Linked DNA regions of Mus musculus: region 1 is linked to region 2. A link is a contact called in public Hi-C data. All regions are on one chromosome and are shown on one strand. Each heading gives the region's core, a stretch centred on a gene start, on an enhancer-like site or on the middle of the called end of the contact. The rest is flanking DNA. Distances are from core to core; before and after follow the strand shown. Region 1 overlaps Adgrl3 (adhesion G protein-coupled receptor L3). Region 2 holds the start of Adgrl3 (adhesion G protein-coupled receptor L3).

Evidence for each region. Hi-C and Micro-C count contacts between places; a contact is called where the count stands out from the background.
Region 1: a Hi-C map of cerebellum shows a contact between it and region 2, with 3 times the contacts expected there. The contact joins the enhancer-like site here to the promoter of Adgrl3 in region 2. A contact is called at or near these places in 2 of 39 promoter capture datasets (hippocampal neurons and neutrophils), 4 of 484 Hi-C or Micro-C datasets (bone marrow-derived dendritic cells, cerebellum, cortical neurons and 1 more), 2 of 115 datasets of contacts at active chromatin or transcription factors (embryonic limb bud and neural progenitor cells) and 2 of 9 other capture datasets (adipose tissue and liver).

What each region holds. Positions count from the first base shown.
Region 1 is chr5:81,134,725-81,141,762 of GRCm38.p6, reverse strand. All of the region lies in intron 2 of Adgrl3 (adhesion G protein-coupled receptor L3), which reads right to left. Among named protein-coding and RNA genes, the nearest start is that of Adgrl3, 120 kb to the right of the region's middle. Within about 2 kb of position 5,147, at least 4 of the 459 cell types and tissues checked have an H3K27ac peak or open chromatin away from gene starts, as enhancers often do. A contact at or near this core is called in cerebellum, where this site is marked.
Region 2 is chr5:81,018,998-81,025,894 of GRCm38.p6, reverse strand. Adgrl3 (adhesion G protein-coupled receptor L3) reads right to left here and starts at 5,143. Exons shown (of 27, transcript NM_001359828.1): 1 at 4,550-5,143.

The sequences.
Region 1 (7,038 bases), core at 3,898-6,397, 120 kb before region 2:
TTCTCTTTCATTTTCCAATCCATAACTATGATAAACTGATAGTATATTTATCTCTCAACTAATTTGCAATTGCACTTCACAGTTCAATATGTGCCATTCAAAACTGTACTAGAATGATATACAAAGATAGATCTACTATAATATATTCAAGAAGAAAGTAAACACACCAATATCTTTTGACTTCAGGAAATAGCTTTCTGTCCTCATAATTCCATCTGAAACTAACAGTATATGATGAATGTACTCCTACCAGTCTCAAGTACATTTACACAAACAAAATCTGCATTATTCTCATTGTGGTGATCACTCTCTGGAATTATTCTTAGTAAATTATTTGTAATACTTTGTAATCTGTCTTCCTATATGGAAGCATACTTCCTGGCCACAGTTCTTTGCTGTGGTGTCATCAGTGCCCCAGTGTTGTTGGGACACTATACAATATCTCTTTTAAATATCAATTGATGTAAGGGCATATCATGGTACTTCAATGTACAGTTGCTGGGAAGGCAGTACGTGGTACTTCTTAACAATAACTTTGCAGAACTCACCAGAAAGTGGAAGGCAGAACCAAACTAAATCCATCTGTCACTTAGTGCACTGTGGAGAAACAGTGTTCTTTAAGTGAAAATGATTTTATTGGAGTGTTGAGAAAACAACTTTTAAAAACCCTTATCCAAGTGTGGCTAATTGTTATGTCTATAGATGTCTAACTTTCATTGGTTCCAGGGCTTTATGGTAGAAATGAAAGGTATGGTTAAATGTAAGTTTCCAGGATTTAAAGCAAGACCAGCTTGGTTGCTTCCTCTGTAGAACCTTCTCCACTGAAATCACAGGTCCTGCACTTTTGCTTTTTCCCATGGCCACTGATAGGTTTTGCTTCTGGTCTTTTAAAAGAGAACATCACTCAAAGTCTTTGCATAACATCCTAAGGCTAGAATCACAGAATCAGCAGCTAATTTAAGTTGGAGGTTAACTGATCCATGCAGCTCCTGAGCAGCTATAAGCTGTTTATTAATCCTGTCATAGAAATAGTTAGAGATGCAAATATCACCTATGGTGTGATGCATCAGTTCAGAATCAATAAAGAGTTCTAGGTCCAAGGATATGTGAATGAAAACCTTAGTTCTCTCCAGTGAAGTCTTACCAGGTACACAAACAACAATAAGGGCAGGTCCTTCACACAGCAGTAGATGAGCAACTCACAACAAAGTCAGTGGTATTTTTGGAGACATCCTTTTTTTGGTTCATATTGCTTTGAATTGTAAGTCTTTTTTCTTGTCTCATATGAATTTACCCCCATTCTGATCTTTTGCTTGTATATTACATTTTTTCTGAATTTGTGTTTTTAAGAGGTGTGTGTATGTGCATGTGCGTGTGTGTGTGTGTCTCATGCTTTTTGTTTTTGTTGTTCGTTTTATGATTTTGGTTTGTTTGTTTTATTTGCTTGTTTGTTTTAAGAGAGGGAAAGAGAATGAAGGAGTAGAGTTGAATGGGTGGGAAGGTAGGAAGAATTTTGGAGGAAGAATAAGAAAGCAATGCAGAATATAATATATGAAAAAATATTTTCAATTTAAAATAAAAAGAAAATCAAATTTGGGCAGAAGCTGAGAAATTCCTCTCTGAGTAACTGAACTAGGTATATCTCTGGGAGTGTTTCCCTTTTCTCTGAGCACTGTTCCTTTCCACACTCTGTCACATGCTACTCTTAACATTTTACCAAATCTTCTTCAAATCTCAGTTTAAATGTCCTCTCCTTGGTTGTCTTCCCTTCAGACATCATGTTACATCAAGAGACTATACCCATATCCATACTTTCAATTATCAATAAGATTGTAAGTTATAGTAATTATTTAAAAGGTATCCAGTGAGTGAACTAATAATGGATACAGATCCTTTCTCATTGCAAAGGAAATAAAGAAAGGAAGGAAGAGAGGGGAGGAGGGAGGGATCAAGCAAGCATGGAGAATGAGAAAAATTGAATTTCCCTGACCATAGTACTTTTGGTATTAGGAGTGAAGATAGCTGTGCTATGGAAGGGGACTATCTCACTTCTCTGTGACCTCTACTGACTTGATTACAAAAACATTCCCCACCTAATTGTTACTTCCAAAAATCATTTCCTACACATGTTCAGACTTCTAGAAGAAGAAAACACTGGTTCCAAGTGACAGCTACTAATCAAAAATTAAGAGGTAATTAAGAGATGCAGAAAGAGTTAGTTTAGCCAATGGCACTGGACCAACTGGATATCTACATGGAAAACACAATATCTAGACTAAGGCCTTCTATCACAAACATTAACACTAGAATAGGTTGAGATCTAAAAGTAAATTGCAAAACTGCCTTACCCAATTCTACTCCTTCTTTTCCTGGATGCTTTAAGAATAGATTAAGTCTAGAGAAAAAAAACTAAGTGGAAGATTCAAGGATGAATCAAAGACAATAAACTTCACACACATATCCTCCTGTTAGCGGCCTCCCTGGAGAGAGGGACAGACATATTTCCTAAGAGTTCATTCTTTGCATTGTTTATAGAATTGGAAAAATATGTAGCATCGCATTATCCTTGTTTACCATCCTCAACATATTTCATCACCCTAACTACTGATCTTTTGATGATAAGAATGTGTTTAAGCATTCTCAACGCTATCTGCTTTAATTAGCTGATAATAATTATTAGAGTGAGATAGTGTTATATTTCCACATTTTGAATTTTCTTCTAAACTTTTAACATTTCATGAACATAATTGTGTGCTGAAAGTGCTGTTGAGAACAAAAGCACAAAACGCCAAGCATTTATTTATTTTTATTTACTTACTTACTTATCCTAAAATGACCTAGACATTTTCCAGCCTACTGCCTCAGCCTCTCAAATGCTGGTATTTCATGTATCTCCATTTGCTGTGTAATATGCGAGGTTTTTGTTTGTTTGTTTGCTTTTATTAGGAAGAGTAACTGCAGAAAATACATTGTCACTGGTCACCACATTAGCAGATTCCACATACTGACAGACTACTTTCCCTGGTCTTCTTGTAGAGGGTGGCTTGAGTTTGGAGCAGTCATCCAGCATCTGCTACTGGAGAGTTGGGAGTATAGGTGTGAGCCACATACCCAACTCCAAATCTAAAAACTGAGAAGGCTCGCCCTCTATGCACACCTTGGTCTTCCAGTTCTTTGTCAGTGTTGAAGCCTCCTTGAACAATGAATCATTTCTACAAATCCTTGTTTAGGGAAGAGGTAGCCAAGCAAATGACCCGGTACAGATGAAGGAGAAAACAAACCATTCAGTTGGAAAAACCTGTATTTGTCAGCACACCATGGCCTGAGATATCTTGAATAACTACAAATGTAAACATTTGGTTTTGTGTCTTAACAGTATTGTTCATCATTCAAGAAGAGATCACAAAGTAGAGAAACTTGACATATTAGAATATCCTTGCTTAAGATCTATATATTCTACTATTGCTTCTCTATCATAGTAGAAGATCACATTTCAGATACTACATATCCATCCACAATCATGTTCTGGTCAAGAATTCTGCACATTCTTTCTTTCCAAGTTTATTTTTATAATATGCCTAGTATATTTAGGGACACTTTATGTATCGGGTCCAAAAGCACTTGGAATGAAATTAGATTCAGTTATAGTCCTATGAAGTGGGGCAAGATGTAGAAGCAAATGAGAATTTCATATATATATATATCCTGCTGAGATAGAAGACTGTGTGATAAAGGATTTCCTAGAAAGTTGTCACTTTAAGGAGTTGGCTTATAGTTTTTCACTTCTCTTTAGAAATAAAAACTCAAAGAAGTTAGCCTTTAATCTGAATTTGCCCTTTCAATACCCTTGTGATTACCTAAGCTAAATAATTTTCATAAAATATACTATTTTAAGAGTAGGATACAGTTGTGTGTCCTGAGACCACTTGACATACCCAGGAATAAGCCAGGTCTTTGGGAAACATGGAAGGTCAATATTGTTTATTGTCCTTAAAAGAAGTAAAATAGGTGCTGCTTTTGCGTGGGTCTGGAAATTTTACTTGGTGGGCTGATTGTTTTTAGAGAGTCTCACTATGTAGTTATGGCTAGCTCAGAAGTTCCTATAGACTAGGCTGGCATTCACCTTAGGATGCTTATCCTGCTTCTGCCTCTCAGGTGCTGAGATTACAGATGGTTGCTACAATGCCCATCTCAGGCCTTCAAGCATTTTTCTTAGTTACCTTCCACAGGTGTCAACTAGACACACTTTAGAAGGGACCTCAGTTGATAAATTGTCAAGGTCATACTAGCCAGTGGGCACTGTCTTCATTGCTAATTGATGTAGGAGGACTCAGCCCACTGTGTAAACCAGTGAACCATTCTGTGTTACAGCTTAGGTAAGGCCTGGTAGGAAAGCCAGGGTTGGCCTGGGCTCTATAAGAAACCCAGAGTATGAGGCATCGAGAATCCAGGAACCAGCATTACCCAATAGCCTCTGCTTCCAGTCCCTGTTTTGCTTTCAGTTTTTGCTCTGACTTCCCTCATGATGCACTGTGACCTCGAAGTTTAAGTTGAAATAAACTCTTTTCCTCTACAAACTGCTTTTAGTTAGTGTTTTATCATGACAGGATTGCATGTGTGTATGTGTGTGTCTGTATGTTCGTGCATGTGCATGTATGCGTGTCTCAGGAAATAGAACAGAACCATCAGAAGCCAGTATTGTGGATGGCCTCACCTCTCATCCTTTGTTCTTAACATGGGGAATAATATTGAGTTGGTTCATTTTATTTTTTCACTATTGGCTTTACAAAGACTTAAAATATCTCTGCTTTTATGAGTACTCTCATAATCTGTACATTATCTCAGAAAATGGGCAGCCAGAAAGAATACCTGAAGTATTTTCTATACCTTAACTCATGATTTTTATGAGTTTCAACACGCAGGAGACCTTACAATAATGTATTACACATATAGTATTTAAATATAAAATAGTGCATATGCATTCTGTGCAATTGGAACTATGTGCCAAGGGCCAAAAAATAATAAAATCACACCCCATGAGTGCACATTGTGTGTGTGTGTGTATCTCTATATGGATATATATATATAGACATATATATAGCTATTGCAACAGAGAAAAATAGACAGATTAGCATAATTCCTTCTTTCCTCAATATCCTTGGCAGGAAAGAACAGCCCCCCACTGGTACAGAGCTGTTCCATCTGCCATTCTAACTGCAAGAACAGTTCGTTTTCTTGGAAAGATGATTTATGGGACAACCAAAGCTCTCTTTCATTTAAAAATATTATTATGTAGAATGCCCATGATATCTATTGTTGGATCACTAGTGAGATTATGTAATGTCCAAAAATCTGAACCAATGGATTGTCAGCATCTTCTCTTCCCATGCTGCCAACATTTTCAATGCACAAATAAGGCTTCTAGTCTTATGTAAAGTCACTATGACACTATACATGATTTATCCAGAAAGGACTTTACTTAAATAAATCTGAGTGTGATTCGTGATTAATGATAAAGAACAATGGGGAAATGTTTTGATAGAAGCACCCATCTGGCTATTGATTGCACAGAAACAATGAGTAGATGACCCGATGATATGCCAGGTGCATGACAGGGGTAACTACTGACTTTTAATCTATGGCAGCTCCAAAGTTAGGTGGCGATAAACAGATAAGGGATTAAAAAGATGTCAATGAAGTCTTCCCTGGGATTACGGGTCAGATATCATTCCAGGAGACAAAGCCATCTTTTAATACACTATGTTCTAATCCATTTAAATAACACAACAGACAGATGAAATTTCCTTCTTCCTAATATTCTCAGCCATCTTGAAAAGTCAATAAATGATGAGAAATATCTAAAACTTTATACTTTTTCTTATTAAAAATAATATTAGTAACTATATTTTCTAGGGAGCCCTTGACTTGGAGTGACAGTCTTGGAAGAACATGTAAGGCCAAATGTAATCAAAGAACTTTGGAAGTGTATTTTGGAAGTGTAGTTTAAGTAAAAGAACAATAAAATAGAAAGAGAACATAGCACTGTGCTGTTTCATAGAACTAGCTGTTCAAGCTCCACAAAAAATGAAGGAGCTAGATCAGCTGGCTGTGTGCTCTCTATCCCTCTCACTGCTTGCTGTCTTTTATAAGGCTGGTGGATCTTCAAATTTCTTATGGCATTAGGTTTTACATGTGCCTTTTAATAATTTCTATTTTATGTTGCCATTAAGCTCTCATTCCAAACAGTTCCCATTATTAATTAATATACAAGCTTTGCGGGATTTATTTTTGTAGCTGTTGCCTCACTAATGGTTTGATTTTCTTCTGAATTTCCGATGCCATTAAGCTGCCAAGGTCAATTAACCTCTTAAGAATAAGCTGGCAATAGCAAGCAGGTTAAGAATAATAATCCTACCTCAAAGAAGCCCTCAGCACACTGACGTAGGAAGACAAAGCATGTTGCCCTAACTCAAACAGATCTTTCAAGGATAGCAGAGAATGGGCAAGAGTTAATATGACAAGAGCTTCTGAGGCCCTCTCCTCTGCTCCAAGTGGAGTCTGCATGCTCTGGTGTGCCTCCTTGTCTCCTCCCCGTTCAGAGTGCTAGCTGAGATGGGATGGGATGCTTTGTCCAACCATATTGTTCTGCATAAAGGAGAGGGAGAAATGGTTCATGGATGACATCCAGCCATACATACTTGCTTTGTAAAGAGAGAATGTGCGCAAGCGAGTGAACTAGGAGCACTTTACTATCCTTTGGCCCTCTGTGCTCTGCCTCACCTTCTCTGTCCACATAGCACGTCACTAACTAGAACAAGTCTTGCTTCTGATTTCCAAGAGATCTGAAATCTCCAGCTTTTTCTTTCCAGATGAGTATGCGAGACTAATTTAGGAGTGTGTAGTTGGAAATCATTTTTTTGAGCAACCTACATTTTCTATAACAATCTTAACAATCTAAAAACAACAACAAAAACAACAACAATAATAACATCAACAACAACAAAAAAAACCCCAAACCGAGAAAGCCCGTTTGATTAT
Region 2 (6,897 bases), core at 3,894-6,393:
ACATAGGCCAGAATTTTAACTTCATTGGTCCTTGCTTACTCTTAAGAAGATGTTCGTTAACATTAGCATTAAATTTCTTTTTAAAATGTCAATAGGACATATCAAGACATAAATCATTTCTTTATCTATTAATATTTATACACTCTGGGGGCTGGGAATGTAGCCCAGTGGTAGGATAGTTGCCTGGCTGGCACAGTCAAAGCACTAGGCTCAACTTCTACCACAGTGGGGAAAAAAAAAAAAGAAAATGCCTACAGTACTGTGCCACGATGAAATATAGACAGACCTTCACCCCCACCCCCAAGTAAATGCAGTTCAGTTACTTCAGAATAAGACAATGCATGATATGTTTTTACATTTTGTGTTTATCAATAGCTGAGTACCTTTCACAATTCTAAACAAAACCTTACACTTAGGTTACTTATGAAGTAGAATTAAATTTATTAATTCCCAAGTCAGGAGAATTATTAAGCACATTCTGAGGTGGAAGAGGGGCTGCAGAGCATAAGAAATCACTAGTGTTATCTAGAAACAAGTTCACACCAGTGTCTCAAATGTATATGAGCATCAGTATCAAGTTCACAATGAATGCAATGCTGGAGTTTACTCTGTAAGAATGAAAAATCTCCACAACTATGTGCATGCACCCATGTAAATGCCATGAGAAAACAAACAAATAAACAAAAAATACCAGAATGCCTTTATATTTGATTACTTTTGTCTCATGATAAACCCAGACATTCTTTAAGTAAATGAACTTGCACACAATAAAAAGACAGGAATGAAGTGCATCAATAATTGAAGCCTATCCCAGGCCTAACAGGCAAACCAAGGGTAAGTTACAATGCATCTTCAACCTATCCTAAGTGAGCAAGTGGATATTTTGAATGTGATGCCAATGCAAGGAATCAAAGGCAAAAGAGCCATTTGTGAGCCATAGGAAAATCTGAGCTGCCTCTCCTCTCTGCCGCTCTTAGCCCCGACCGCTCAGTGCATCTCAGTATTTCTCAAACTCAGTGCATGATCCTAAATACCAAAATCCCGCTTGGGTTTCCTTGCTGGTTCCTGAAGCAGAATGCTCGCCTTTGGACAGGAACTGTCCTTTGCATTTGGCAGCCCTTTTGAAGAGTTCCAACCAAACTGTAAAGTGGCCCGTATCAAAACTGTAAAAGAACTCACTTTTGCATTATGATTTGACTAGAGTGATCCTCGAATCGTTCTTAATCTACTACTTAGGATTTCTAGGCTATAGCTCTGATGAATCAAGTCCATAAAAATGTTGCCTGTTGCTGACTACTAGAATCAATGCCAGACTCAGCAGCTGGAGCCAGTAAGTCCCACACTGGCCACGATTCCCTCAAGGGGTGTGGGAGGAGGGCTCTGAAAACTGCAAGGGGAATATTATTAAGGAAATGATTTCAGAATGACCTTTCATTCATATTTTGAAGCAGGGCCCTCCGTGGGAAGCGTAATCTTCGTACTAAGCTACCGAAACTGAGACATCAAAAGCATTTTCCAAGCTGATAAATCACAGGCCGGCTTATCACTCCTCTGGCCAGGGATGCCTGATGCAGCCCAGCATCTCCATTTGAAGAAATCCAATAGTTCACGTAAACCTTGGTACTCATCGTGCCTCTTCCCTGAGTAAGGAAAAGAGCCCACTTGGCCGCACACTCCAGAGGGACAGATTACTGATTATTTAGTGAGAGACGAGTACAGAGTACAAAGGAATGGCATGCAAATGCTCTTGACATATTCACCTTTGCTTAAAGACAGCGCAACCAGTTGACAGAGGCAGGCCTAATGACATCAGGACCTGTGGAATGTATGACTGCTAGGAAACGGAACACATGCAGCTAGGAAACAGAACAGATCTGACGGGATCTTCTAGGATAAAGACTGTACATCACTGCCGTGAGAGCTGCCAAAAGTGGAGAGGAAGTAGTCTACAATCCTCAGACATGGTTCCACGTAAAGAAACTTTCACACAACACCCCCCCCCCCCCTGGCCGCAAGAAAGATCAGAAGGAAAAAAAAACATAGGAATCAAGATTCTATAATTCTAAGTGGTTTTAGAAGGGTCGTGGTCACGTATACTGTCTTCTATAAATATCTTTATCTCCTATAAATGTCTTAGAAAATATAATTTAATCAAAATTAGGCATGAGTGAATAATTCATTATACTGTACTTGTCCTTTGTGGTCAGAACCTTTAAAACTTACACTTAAATCAAAGTGTTTTCTTTCTTTTAAAGTAAACTAGAACCTAGCCATTTTGCACAGACATCAAAGTAGTCAGAAGTAATAGACGACTCAGTAGTGCAAAGTATTTTACTTATTGCATTTCAAAAAAAAAAGAGTTATCTTTCAAGCCTAAGTTTATTAAGAAGTGTTTATCTCTGCACATCTGTTACCCGTCCCTTCACTACTTAAAGGGAGAAAAACACAAAGCAAAACAGAAGAGAACTCGAAGCTAACAGGAAATTCAGCATAAACATCCTCCTGTTTCCTACACAAATGATCTGGTATCCTCTTTTGCGTGAGGCTGGAAAACAACGGGCAATTCTACATGTAATGTGCATACAGGTAAATTGGGCGCGAGAACTGCTGATCACTGAGTACATTATAGACTGAAAAATGAATTAGGGAGCTGCCTGACCTCTGTTATCTCATAGACAAATGCAGCTGACTGTCCAAATGCAAAAGCAAAAAAAAAAAAATTACTATAGTGGTTCCTTGCAGATTCTACGACACCATTCTCTAACTAGCGAAGACAGACCATATGACTCTAAAATTAGCAGACCTCCTATTTACTTCGGAGCAAAACACAGAAGGCATTTTTTCCCTTCCTGCCAGAATCTATGTGTCTCCTCATTTCCCCGGCAGCTGGCTGCAAGGATGTAAAATCAGAGGTGCAAGCAGCCTTACACTTCCTAATGAGTAAGCCACCCAGGAAAGTAAGCACAACAGCCACCAGCAGGTTCGGCTCTGAGGGAGACAGTGGCAAAGATGCTTACACTGTTGTTTACAATGTTCTCTAACTACTGCAGTCTGGGGCCATGGGAGCCTCAGGGAGGAGACACTCGGGAGGTGGCTCCCAAGCCTCCGGTTCTCCCAACTGCTCTCTCACTGGCTATCGATAAAAGCAACACACGTTTCTGTTCGGGCGAGGAATGTGGCCAGATCATTCCGGAGACCAAGGATTCTGTGGGGGCTATACTTGATTACCGCAAATCTGCGAGAGGCGACTGCTCTAGCAGGTCTAATCAAGGCCAATCTGGGATACGGTGGAGCGCTGCACCAGCAACTCCAAACATTGCACGCATCTCTAGGGGAGAGGGAACCTGCCGCCAGGCTTCCTCGCAACCCCACCGGGGGCCCTCTGGGCCTTCTCAAACCAGCTTTTCCAGCTAAGCAGATCCCAAGCGATTTCTATGAACAAGCTTGACCTAAGTAGCTTCAGCTCTCCTATCCCTGCACAGGTCTGCCCGCCACCCTAAGCGCACAGGATCCTAGACACACAGATACCACGCACGCCGACCACTGGTCAACTACCCTTCCAAACAGTGGGCTGCATTGCTGGATATCCCGCATGCCCAGCAGCCTCCTCTGGGCTAGAACCAGAGGCTGTCCAGTGCTGGTCCTCGCGCTCCACTTGAGCCCAGAGACTGCCCATCTCCCAAGAGAAGCACCCAGGTGCAAGCTCGCCTACCTGTAACCCGCCACCAGGGCCACCACTGCTCTGCCCACCGCACCCCGGCGCCGCGGACGCCCGACCCATTGAACATCCTCTCCACACTGGGTGCTCACTCCTGGCACAGCTCAACCCCGTGACACTCACGAAACTGACCAGCTTTCTCTAGCTAAATCGCTCAACAAAGCCTAGGCACTCAGGTCGAAATCAAACTGCCCGGCTGGAAGATACTCAAGAGAGATTTTTGGAGGCAACCCGATTCCACTTCTCAGGGGCGCGACCTGGGCAATCTCAGCCACCTTGGATGTTCCAAGGCAGGCGTCTAGGGAGGATCAACCAGGCTCACCACCACACATTCGCCATCACCCCGAACTGCGCTCCTCACCCGGTCCCTGTTCGTCCTCCAACCCGTTCCCACGTCCAGTGTTGCTCCAGACTAGCGGAGAAAAGGCGCCCCCTTGGCTGCTTTCTGCCCCTACTAAAGGACGGCATTGGGGTGACAGGGCAGGGAAAATGCGCGGGGTGGGATTCGTTCTTGTCACCCGGCGTGTGCGACTGACAGTGCGCTGGTTCTCTTCTCCTCTATATCTCCCTCTGGCACCTAATCGCCCAGTAGCTGATAAAACCTCGAACCCATGCCAAACCCCAGCGCCCACCAGCCAGGAGGCTCCCTTCCCGCCCCGCATCACGATCAGATGAGTGTGCGCATGAGGGCGAGTGTGCGAAGGCGAATGTGTGAGTGGAAGGGTGAGTGTACGTGAACCCCGCACCCCCTCGGTTGCCAGCCCATCGGATGCCGCCGCCTGCGCCCGACCAGGGCGACCACAATTATGAAGAGTGCAAAGAATAAATTACCTTTCGTAACCGCCGGTCCCTGAGATGGTCCCATCAGTTGCTCAACAACCTGCAACCCGGTGCAGTTTTCCACAATCCATCCATTGAGCCCCGGGGCACACACACACACAAAAAAAGAAGAAATAAAAAAAGAAGAAGAAAGAAAAAGAAAACAGAAAAAAGATGGACCTGTCCCACTGTAGACACCCCAGTCACACCAAGCAACGACTGATCAAACCGCAGAGACGACAGGAGGGTGGAGACCCCAGTCAAAGAAACAACAAAAAGTGTCTCTTTTCCTTTCTTCTTCTACACAGCCATGGAGAAAGGGGAAGCCGGGAAAGCCAATGCTAGTCTTCCTTTACGTTTCCTCGCTTCACACGCCCCAGGGGGGCAAAAGCGGAGCAAAGAGAAGGAGGGTTCAAATGTCTCTCTCAGGGCACAGTTGCACAACTTCGGAGTCAGGCTGTGTCTCTCGCTGCAGCCGGTGGACCCAAGCGGGAGCTATTAACATGCGGCAGTCATAACCAGAGCTGCTTTCCCTCCTCCTGCAGCCGCCGCCGCCGCCGCCGCCGCAAGAAAAGCAGCTGCTGAGGAGACCAAAAATCTTCCACCATCCCCCCCCCCGCAGCCGATCTTTATATCCAGTTCTCCCACCCCACCCCCCTTCTCTTTCTTTTTCTTCTTCTTCCTCGTCCTCCCCTTTCCGCCTCCGAGCGAGAGGGAGGGGATAGGTAGGGGCAGCGGCGAGGACCAGTAGTGGCTTCTCCGCCCAGTCCTCCTCGCCGTCCTCCTCCTGCTGCCCCCGAGGTGCTCCGGCAGCAGAGGGTCCGCTCTGCCGCCCGCAACCCGCTCCGAGAGCCCAGGCGCGAGCCGCGCAAACTCCTTGCCGGGTGCACGGCGTGGACGCGCGGGCAGAGCGGGCGCCGGGTCGCCGAGGGTTGCGTGCCTGCCGCGGGGGGCGAGCCCCGAGCTCCGGTGGTCGCCTATCAGCTCGCCGGCCAGGCCGGGTAGCTTCGGGCATGCGGGAGCTTCATCGCCCGGCCCGGGGTCTGAGCCGATGCCGTCACCGCCAACCTCCTCCTCGGCCGCCGGCTTCGGTCCTCTTTTTTTTTTTTTTTTAATTTTATTTAATTTTATTTTTTTCTCTTCTGGACTCCCCACCGGAGCCACTGAGGCTCGGGGCGCCCTCCAGACACGCACACGCTCTTCCCCTCGCGCGCACACACAGGGGCGAGCTCCTGCCCCAGCACACCGTGCAGCCCGCGCGCGCACACCCGGAGGGAGAAGACTGAGGCCAACGAAATAAATAAATAAATAAAAGAGAGAGCGAGAAGAAAGAAAGGGGAGGGGGGGGGGCGAGTCACAGGCGGTGGCGGCGGCAGCAGCAGCAGTAGCAGCTGCGGGAGCGGAGGCAGCGCGCAGTCCGCGAGATGCCAGCAGCGGCGGCGGCGGCAGCGGTGGCGGCGTCGCCCTCCTGGCCCGGCCGTGCCATCTGCATCCCCGCTCCTGGGAACTGGAGCGAGCGCTGCGGGCCGAGCGGGCGGAGGGGGCGGTCGCGCCCGCAGACAGGCAGCGTGAGCGCAGCGGCCAACGCAGCCGAGGCCCGAGTGAGCCTCTGGCGGGGTGACGGGGCGAGAGAGCTCCCAGGACCAGGGAGGGGGGCTCCAAGGCCGGGAAAGGGGCGGCCGGCAAAACCCGGATCTGGAGTCCGCGAGGGCTCCGCGGGCGCGGGCTCCACCTAGCCGCTCCGCAGAATCTTGGAGGTGGGAACCGTGGGGCGGCTAAGGGAGGCTTCCCTTGCAGGGTTTGTCAGACAAAGGGTATCTCTCTCCTGGATAGGAGCATCTCTCTCTCTCTCTCTCTCTCTCTCTCTCTCTCTCTCTCTCTCTCTCTCTCTCTCTCTCTCTCTCTCTTCTCTGCTCTCCATTTCCACTCATCTCTAGCCCCCCCCCCTCTCTCCACTCAATCTCTTCACTCTCCCTTCCTCCCTCCCGTTCTCCTCCTCCCCCACTCTTCTGCTCTAGGTGAATGAGGTACCAGGCTGGGAGTTCTGCCAGTGTCTTTTTTTTTTTTTTCAGGTGCAGATTACTCCACGTGTTCTTTATGCGGGTGCTGACTTCTAAAGCATTGCCTGCTTTGAGTCCATTTTATGTTTCTTGAAACTTACCTCAATGTACAAGTTCATTGCAAAATTGAAAGCACACCTTTCTACGAAAAGATAGGACCTAGAGACTCAATGATTTTGATTTCACTACAATAAAAATTACCATGAAGGATATAGAAAACTGTCTTGGTTCTATCTCCATGCCTTCTGCTGTGATAAAGTTTGCCCACGTGACCTTCATCAACTAATTGTACCTCTTTGG